Linked DNA regions of Sus scrofa: region 2 is linked to region 1. Evidence: chromatin contacts called from public Hi-C data. All regions are on one chromosome and are shown on one strand. The core of a region is the stretch at or near the end of the contact, and the rest is flanking DNA. Distances in the headings are between cores, read along the strand shown. Region 1 has its middle 170 kb from the start of IER5L. Region 2 overlaps C1H9orf50.

Evidence for each region. A called contact is a pair of places that touch in the nucleus more often than the background predicts.
Region 2: a Hi-C map of retroperitoneal adipose tissue shows a contact between it and region 1, with 2.4 times the contacts expected there. The contact joins two enhancer-like sites. A contact is called at or near these places in 5 of 47 Hi-C or Micro-C datasets (brain, embryonic fibroblasts, epiblast stem cells and 2 more).

What each region holds. Positions count from the first base shown.
Region 1 is chr1:269,624,563-269,628,189 of Sscrofa11.1, reverse strand. No RefSeq gene overlaps it. Among named protein-coding and RNA genes, the nearest start is that of IER5L, 170 kb to the right of the region's middle. Within about 2 kb of position 1,904, at least 48 of the 83 cell types and tissues checked have an H3K27ac peak or open chromatin away from gene starts, as enhancers often do. A contact at or near this core is called in retroperitoneal adipose tissue and subcutaneous adipose tissue, where this site is marked.
Region 2 is chr1:269,806,137-269,809,763 of Sscrofa11.1, reverse strand. It overlaps C1H9orf50, which reads left to right. Exons shown (of 13, transcript XM_021085475.1): 12 at 126-282; 13 at 597-819. The coding sequence ends at 701. Among named protein-coding and RNA genes, the nearest start is that of NTMT1, 12 kb to the left of the region's middle. Within about 2 kb of position 1,968, at least 39 of the 83 cell types and tissues checked have an H3K27ac peak or open chromatin away from gene starts, as enhancers often do. A contact at or near this core is called in retroperitoneal adipose tissue and subcutaneous adipose tissue, where this site is marked.

The DNA of each region.
Region 1 (3,627 bases), core at 655-3,154:
CACAGAGAAGGAAGTTTAGGCACAGAGAGGCCAAGCAACTTGCTCACAATCACACAGTGAGGCAGAGTTTGCTGAAGTTTGAACCCAGTTCTGCTGCCTCCTGACCTGGTCCCCTTTCTATTGTCCCCTGCTGGTCCTTACCGTAGGGGTTGGGGCAGGGAATTGTTTTAGATGGAGTTCAGCCAATGAGGCCTTGAGGAGACCCCCCCCACAGGACTGGGGAGATGGGTGGTGAGGAGGCTCCGTGAAGGAATGAGTGGAGGGACCCCAAGCAAGGGACTGGGCTTGGGCCCAATCCCCACATCTGCCCTGGGCCCACCAAATGTCCTTGCCTGTGATTCAAGTGCTTTATACTGGTCATCACCTGGAATCCTCAAACATCCTATTATGAGCCCATTTTACGGGCAAGGAAATGAAGGTTCAGAAAAGTTAGGTAATTTCCCCAAGGTCACACAGCTAGGGAGGAATGGAGTTCTCTGGCCCAGTGGAGACCAGAGCCTGTGCAAAGGCCCTGAGGTGGACCTTAGGCCCAGGGTGCATTAAAAGTGTTATAATGAGGCCAGCAGGCCAGGGCCAGAAGGGAAGAAGAAGAGATACTTCTTGGTCCCATCCGGGTCCCACTCTCTCAAGCAAAAGGCTCCAGCCTTCGCAGGATGTGGCTTCCTGCTCAGTGAAGCAAAGCTCCATCCATCCTGGCCTCGGGTTCCTGTTTGGAGGAGAGAGGGCCACAGAGAGGCCTCTGGTGTCAGGAGAAGCAGCAGCTTCAGGGGAGAATTGCAATTTTTTTTTTTAAGACATGGAAAGTGAGAGAGGTCGGTGATGGTGGAGGGGGAACGCCAGCACAGGGACCTAGCGATGAGGGCCGGCCTTGTCTCCTGTCTGCTCCACACCCCCCCCCCACGCCCCATCTCCTAGGGTAACGCGGGCTGGGGTGCCACTGGGGCCGAAGGAACCTCGGGCAGGGCTGAATTGGAGGCGGTCGAAACCAGCTCTTAGGCTCCTGCTGGGCACAGGACAGCTGGGCCACCTTGCGCCTGACGCCAGGCGGCGGGGCCCCGCACATCCCCGAGCGCCCTCTCCGCGGGCAGGGGGCGCATCCGCCGGGAGCCTGCGGGCACGCGCGCGCGCGGGCACACACCCTCCCCCAGCACACGCGCTCACGGAGCCGGCGGAGGAGCCGAAAGGAAGCAAGAAGTGAAAGTGAGCAACCTCTAGTGAAAGAAAAAGACATGCACAGACAGCTCGGGAATTTATGCCGGTGGCGGAGGCCTGGGCGCGCGCACGCGGCGCGTCCCCGGCAGCCGGGCTCGGGCTTGGCGGCCCTGGCAGAGGCATCGCCACCCGGGGCCGGGCCGTCCTACGGCTGGCGAGGCTCTGCAGCGACCCGGGCTTCCTCCTCCACCCCACCGCCTGCACGGACTGCCCTTCCGGGCGGCTCCCAGGAGCGCCAAGACCTGCAGTGGTCGTGGCGCAGGTGGCCTTGGCAAGAGCCGGTCTCCCGGAGAGGGACCCTCCCAAGTGACCGTCCAGGGGCACCAAGGGCCATTTGGCTGATGAGAACCGCTCCCAGGCAGCGGCCTTGGGGCCTCGGGAGCCCCCTCCCCCATCCTTCCCTTCCAGAACCCGCTTTTCCAGCTCGGCAGCAGCGTCAGGTTTCTGGCGTGTGGATTGTTTTCCACCCCTGGGGCTTGGGTGGGAAGAGCGAAGACAGGAAAGCGGTTGCCCACGTCGTGTGTTCTGCCGTTCCCGCACCGCCTCCTCCAGAGGCGCCCCGGGGACCCTCCTAGCTGAAACAAACACAGAAACCGGGCCGTCTTAACAAAAAAGGCGCAGATGCTGGGGCGCTTAGCAAGCCGGGCCTTTTGGACAAACATGAGGGAGAGGCCATGAACAGTACTGCTATTTGCTGGAGCTCTTGGTGAGCAGTAAATAGCAAGCAAGTCTCAAGACCCAGAGAAGGGCGTGGCTTCGTCCCAGTGCCGAGCAAACTGGTGGCAGAGTTGGAAGACCCATCTGCCGGATGAGGTCCCGGGGGGGGGGGGGGGGGGGGGGGGGGGGGTGTCCGGCAGAGTATCCCTCACTGAGCTGGGATGCAGAAAGAAAACACCCGTCCCAGGCCTCTCAGAGGAGCCAGAGAAATAAACAAGCAAAATACGGTGTGCTTAGAGCTGGGAAGAGGCGGGAGCCCGGGAGACATGCCAGGGGAGGCCAGAGAAGGTGCTCCCTGCAAAGGCAGGGCTGTGGGAGGACAGGGCAGGCGCAGTTGGCTGCGGACCCCAGGATCCCCACGTTCCCAGGCTCCGCAGACACCCAGGTTGCAGAGAGTCTGCGACACCACCAAAGTGGAGGTGAGGGTCCCACAGAAACATGAGACCGCTTTGCACTCTCCAAGGATGGAGAGACAGAGGTGGAGCGAGCAGCCCAAGGTCACCCTGCTGGCTAGACTTTGGGCTGGGCCCCAACAGCGCAGAGAAGGTGCTAAATAAATGGCTCGGGGAAGACTGGATCCCAGGAGCCACGCCCCTCCCTCCCTCTTTCCCTTCCTGAAAATCTTTGTTGAGTAGGTGATATTTATTTATTTATTTATCTATCTATCTATTTTAGGGCTGCACCCATGGCGGATGGAAGTTCCCAGGCTAGGGGTCGAATCCCAGGCTAGGGGTTGAATCAGCGCTGCAGCTGCTGGCCGACACCACAGCCACAGCAACATGGGATCTGAGCCACGTCTGTGACCTACACCACAGCTCATGGCAACGCCGGATCCCCCACCCACTGAGCGAGGCTAGGGATCAAACCCACTTCCTCATGGATACTAGTCAGATTTGTACCTGCTGCGCCATGGCAGGAATTCTGAGTACGTGATTATCAAGACACAAAAGTGTTAAGATAATTTTAGCTGTTGGTCAGGGGTGTAATAGAGAGTGACTCTGTGTGTGTGTGCACACGTGTGTACTGAGGAGAGGGCCTCTGAGCTGAAGGATGAGCAGGGGCCGGGGGAAGGTGATTTAAGGACCAAATACACGGGGCAGAGGGAATGGAAGTACACCAGGCAGAGGGAATGGCACATGCAAAGGCCCTGAGGCAGAAACATGCCTGGTGTGTTGGAAGAGCAGAAAGACAGCTACGTGGCTGGAGCAGAGGGGGCAGGGGGGTGCAGGCCACCGAGAGGAGTTGGGGTGTGATTTCAAGGACATACCTCACATGTGACGGGCGTGGAGCTGCTGGAAAGGCTGTGGTGGGAGAACCCACCCCCTGACCGCAGTGGGCCGGGGAGACCGATCCAGAAGGAGCACATCTGCTCCTCACTGCCCTGGCTCCTTCCGCTGCAGCATCTTTCTGGGAGCCCATGGCCCGGGAGGGAGGGCGCTGCTTTGGCTTACCTTCGCCTTGGTGGTGACGCCTAAACCGTGCGTCCTCTGGGTCACGCTGGTCTGCTGCCACCCGAGGAACGTCTCGCCATCGTCACCATCGGAAGCATCGTAGTGCATCTGTCCCGCACAGGTCCCGGGCCAAGCCTGTGATGTGTGGCTGTGCGCTCGGTCCCCACTGAAGATGCGGCAAAGAGGCCACGGCATCCAGCCAAGGTTGATGCTTAATGTGCCCTGAGTCCGCTTCAAGGCCCAGGGA
Region 2 (3,627 bases), core at 719-3,218, 180 kb before region 1:
TTGACATGTCTGCTCACCCTGTGAGCCTCCCTGTCCCCCAGTATTTGCGCCCTCTAGGGCCCCGCTGGCCAGGGTGGACCTGGGACCCAGGGTCCTCGAAGCTCATGGGCTCCTGTCCCCCTCAGGTCCACCCTGGAGCCAAAGGACCACCTCTCTGAGGACACCTGCACGAACAGCCACCTGCCCTTCATCCCCAGGGCCACTGCCCAGAGACAGCGGGGAGACCTCAAAACCTTCCTGGAGCAGATGGAGGAATCACCCTTTTCCTGGACCCAGAAGCTGGTGAGCAACTGCTGGCAGCCAGCCACCTGGAGCCCCTGCCTGGGCTGGGGGTGCTCAGTGGGGTGGCTGGGGCTCTGAGTGTGTGGTCGGCTAAGGGGTAGGCCCTCGGGCTGGGCTGCCTGGGTTCAGATCCCAGCTCCTCATTGCCAGTGGTGGGGGTCTCTTTGCCCGTCAGTTTTTACATCTGTAAAATGGGGCTGATTGAGGCCCTTACCCCCTGGAGCTGCAGTGTAGAACCCCCCCTGGGCCCAGGGAACCCCAGATCCTGACCAGAGGCCCCCCAAACCCCCAGCTGGTCCTCCTTCTGGCTCTAGGAGTCCTTCCTGCCCAGCTTGGTCTTGCACACGGTCCTGAAACGAGGCCGCCCGAAGGGGTACCAGCTCCTCCTGCCTTCGGCATCGTACCGCACTCGGAGGTGAATGGCCGCTGTGCCAAAGCCCAGGCATGGCCATGGGCGGGGGTGAGGAGAGGCCTTCCCTGACCCACAAATAAACGCACATCCCAGGTGGCTGGGACCTGCTGCCAGGTCTCCCCCTACAAGCCTGTCCAGGTGCTTGGTTTCTGATCTTCAGGGGTCCTGGACCCCAGGGGGAGGGAAGGGGCAGAGTCACAGCTGAGATGAAGCTGAGGGGTGGAGGCAAGGCGTCTTCAAGGGTCAGGCTTGTTCCAGTGAGCCCCTCTTCTGGGAGGTGGGAGACCCTGCCACCCACTTCATACCTGGGACCAAGCCTCTGTCACCCTGGATCAGCCCGAACCTGAAGCAGGCACCGACCTGGGCTGACTCCTCCACCCCAGCCACCATCTTTGACTAGAACCAAAGGCTGCTTGCTGACTACCCCGTGGGGTGAGGGCGTCCAGATTTTGACCCAAGGGACAAACATTTGTCTCACGTTCCCCAGGCCAGGTTCTCACCATCTGGTCTGGAGGGCAAGCATCTGGGTAGGCAAGTGCCAGATGTTTCTCTTCTAGGTGGGGCAGAGGATGGGGGGAGTGCTGTGAGGCGGGCAATGTCTAAGAGTCCTATCAGGAGGTGACCAAAGACAAGGAACTGCCTGGGGTTTATCTGACCGCTGCACGGACCCAGCAGTGCTGCCCCCATTCGCCTGTCTGCCGGGTTTGAACCTGCCACGCACCCGCATTCCAACTGCTGGGCAAAGCTTGAGCCACCACCCCCCCCCCCTTCTCAGCAGCTCTTTGGCTCCAACCCCTCGCCCAGCCCAGGATCGAGGTCTTTATCGCCACCTCCTGGGCAGTGAGGAAACAACCACGGAATCCACATCCAGACAAGGGCCTGAATAGGAAAGGGTGGGATTTGGGCTGGACGGGCCCCCGGGGATGTTAGGGCCAGAACAGGTTGTGGATGGAGGAGGCCTGTTTTGAAGGGGTTCCATGGCTCCAAAACATAAGGCTAAAGATCTACAAACCCTGGGGCAGTGCTACCACACCCCTTCACTAAAGACTGGAGTGGGATTTCAATCCCCTGACTTCCGCGATGCTCCCCGCCGCTCCCGCCCAGTATTTCTATTTCTTAGAGAGCCCGCGGGTACCAGAGGAGGCCTGATTCTACTGCATCTCCTCCCCGTGGCTTTGCACAGCGCCCCCCTCGCCCTCTCTGAGCCTCAGTTTCCCCTGCAGGGCCGCGGGGGACCCCAAGCCGGCCACCGGCTGCAGCGCCGCGCCGCGCCCACGCGGGGGCAGTGTTGGCCTGGCTTTGACGCCGCTCGGCGCGGCCGAAACTTCTCAGCCTCTTGCTAAAGGGTCGGAAACTTTTCCCCTCGCGCTGCGCCGGTGTCTCCCGTCCCGCGCCGCGCCGCCTCCTTCCACCTGCCCGAGGTCAAGGCCGGGCCTCGGGAGTTGGGGGGGAGGGGCTCCCCCGACCCCCAGATTCCCTTTCTCGCTTTTTGTTAAACCAAAAAACTGCTCAACTTGCAACAGAGCCGTCGGCCTCGGGCACTGGAAATTGAGGCCCGCGTGCGACGCGCAGGGGCGGCGGGGTGGGTTGGGTGCGTGGGGTGCCGAGTTCGGGTCCCTAAGATGGGACCTGCCGGGAGGGGTGGAGCTGGGCACTCGGCTGGCGGCCACATGGGGTTCCGCAGCCCGGCTTCTCGGGGACCCCTCCCCTCCCGCTCCCCCCACCGCCCCCCCAGCTTCATTTCTTCCTTCCCGCTCCCGGTTCTCCTCCCCTCTCTTCCCTACGCTCCCTCTTTCCCTCCTCGACAAACATGGATTCTGTGTCAAGAGGACCTTGAGCGGCAGCTTCGAGCCTCACCTCCCACCACTCCCAACAGAATCGGGGACACGAAGGGGCAGCCGCGGACCGCGCCTCGGAGACGCGCCCCGCGCGGGCGCGCGCACCCCCCGCCCCCCCACGACACACACACACACACACACACACACACACACACACGACACAGACATCAGAGAAACACGCAACACACATATATGAACACACGGCGTAAGGATGCTCCACAGACACACGCCCCACAAAGACATGTCCCCGGGTACCACCCCCCCCACACACAGCACTTAGAAACATCATATACTCACGGAGGACCCCCACGCACACCCTCCCACTGTTAGGGTCTCCTAGCGACCCCAGCCCCCACATTCCCAGGTCCACTTGCTAACTTCGAGGCCACATATGCAGCCCCCTCCCCCGCCCTCTGCAGACCTTTCCAACACGCCCCTGCTGCTCCTCTGCAGGCAGAGCTTGCACCTGAACGTGGGGTGACTAAGAAGGGGGGGGTGAGAGGAGTGCTGCAGGGAAGGGATGGACCCTCCCCGGGGTCCCTGGCAGGGTCCTTTTCTCTGGTACATTTCCACTCGGGGCTGGCAGGTGGCCAGTCCTTCCTGGGCTCCAGGGAGCAGCCTGGCTGGAAGGTGGGGGAAGCAGCCGTGGCTGGAGCTGGTGCCAACCTCAGATCCCCCTGAATCTCGGGGAGGGGGGAAAGGCAGGTGTACCCCCCCCACACACACACACTGGTCTCTGCCAGTTCCTGTCTGCCCTTCTCGCTCTGGGCAATAGCTCCCTTGCTATTGCACCCCGCACCCCTGCCCAGGGCTGTGGGTGGACTTGTGCCAAACCAGGGTGGGAGCAGGGTCTAGTTTTGGGGGTGGGGAGAGGGAGGAGTAACTCCCAACCCAGGGCAGAAGCAAGCAGTGGGAGAGGCAGGAAAATCACTGCTCCTTCCCCTGGGCAGTCTGGCCTCTCCACCCCCTGCAAGGGCCTCTTCCTCCCCCTCCCCCAGATAAGGAAACTGAGGCCCAGAGAAGACTGGGGGTCTTGCCCAGGATCGGCCAAGGGCAGGAGCTGGGACCAGGTCCACACGTGTCCTCTGCCAGGGC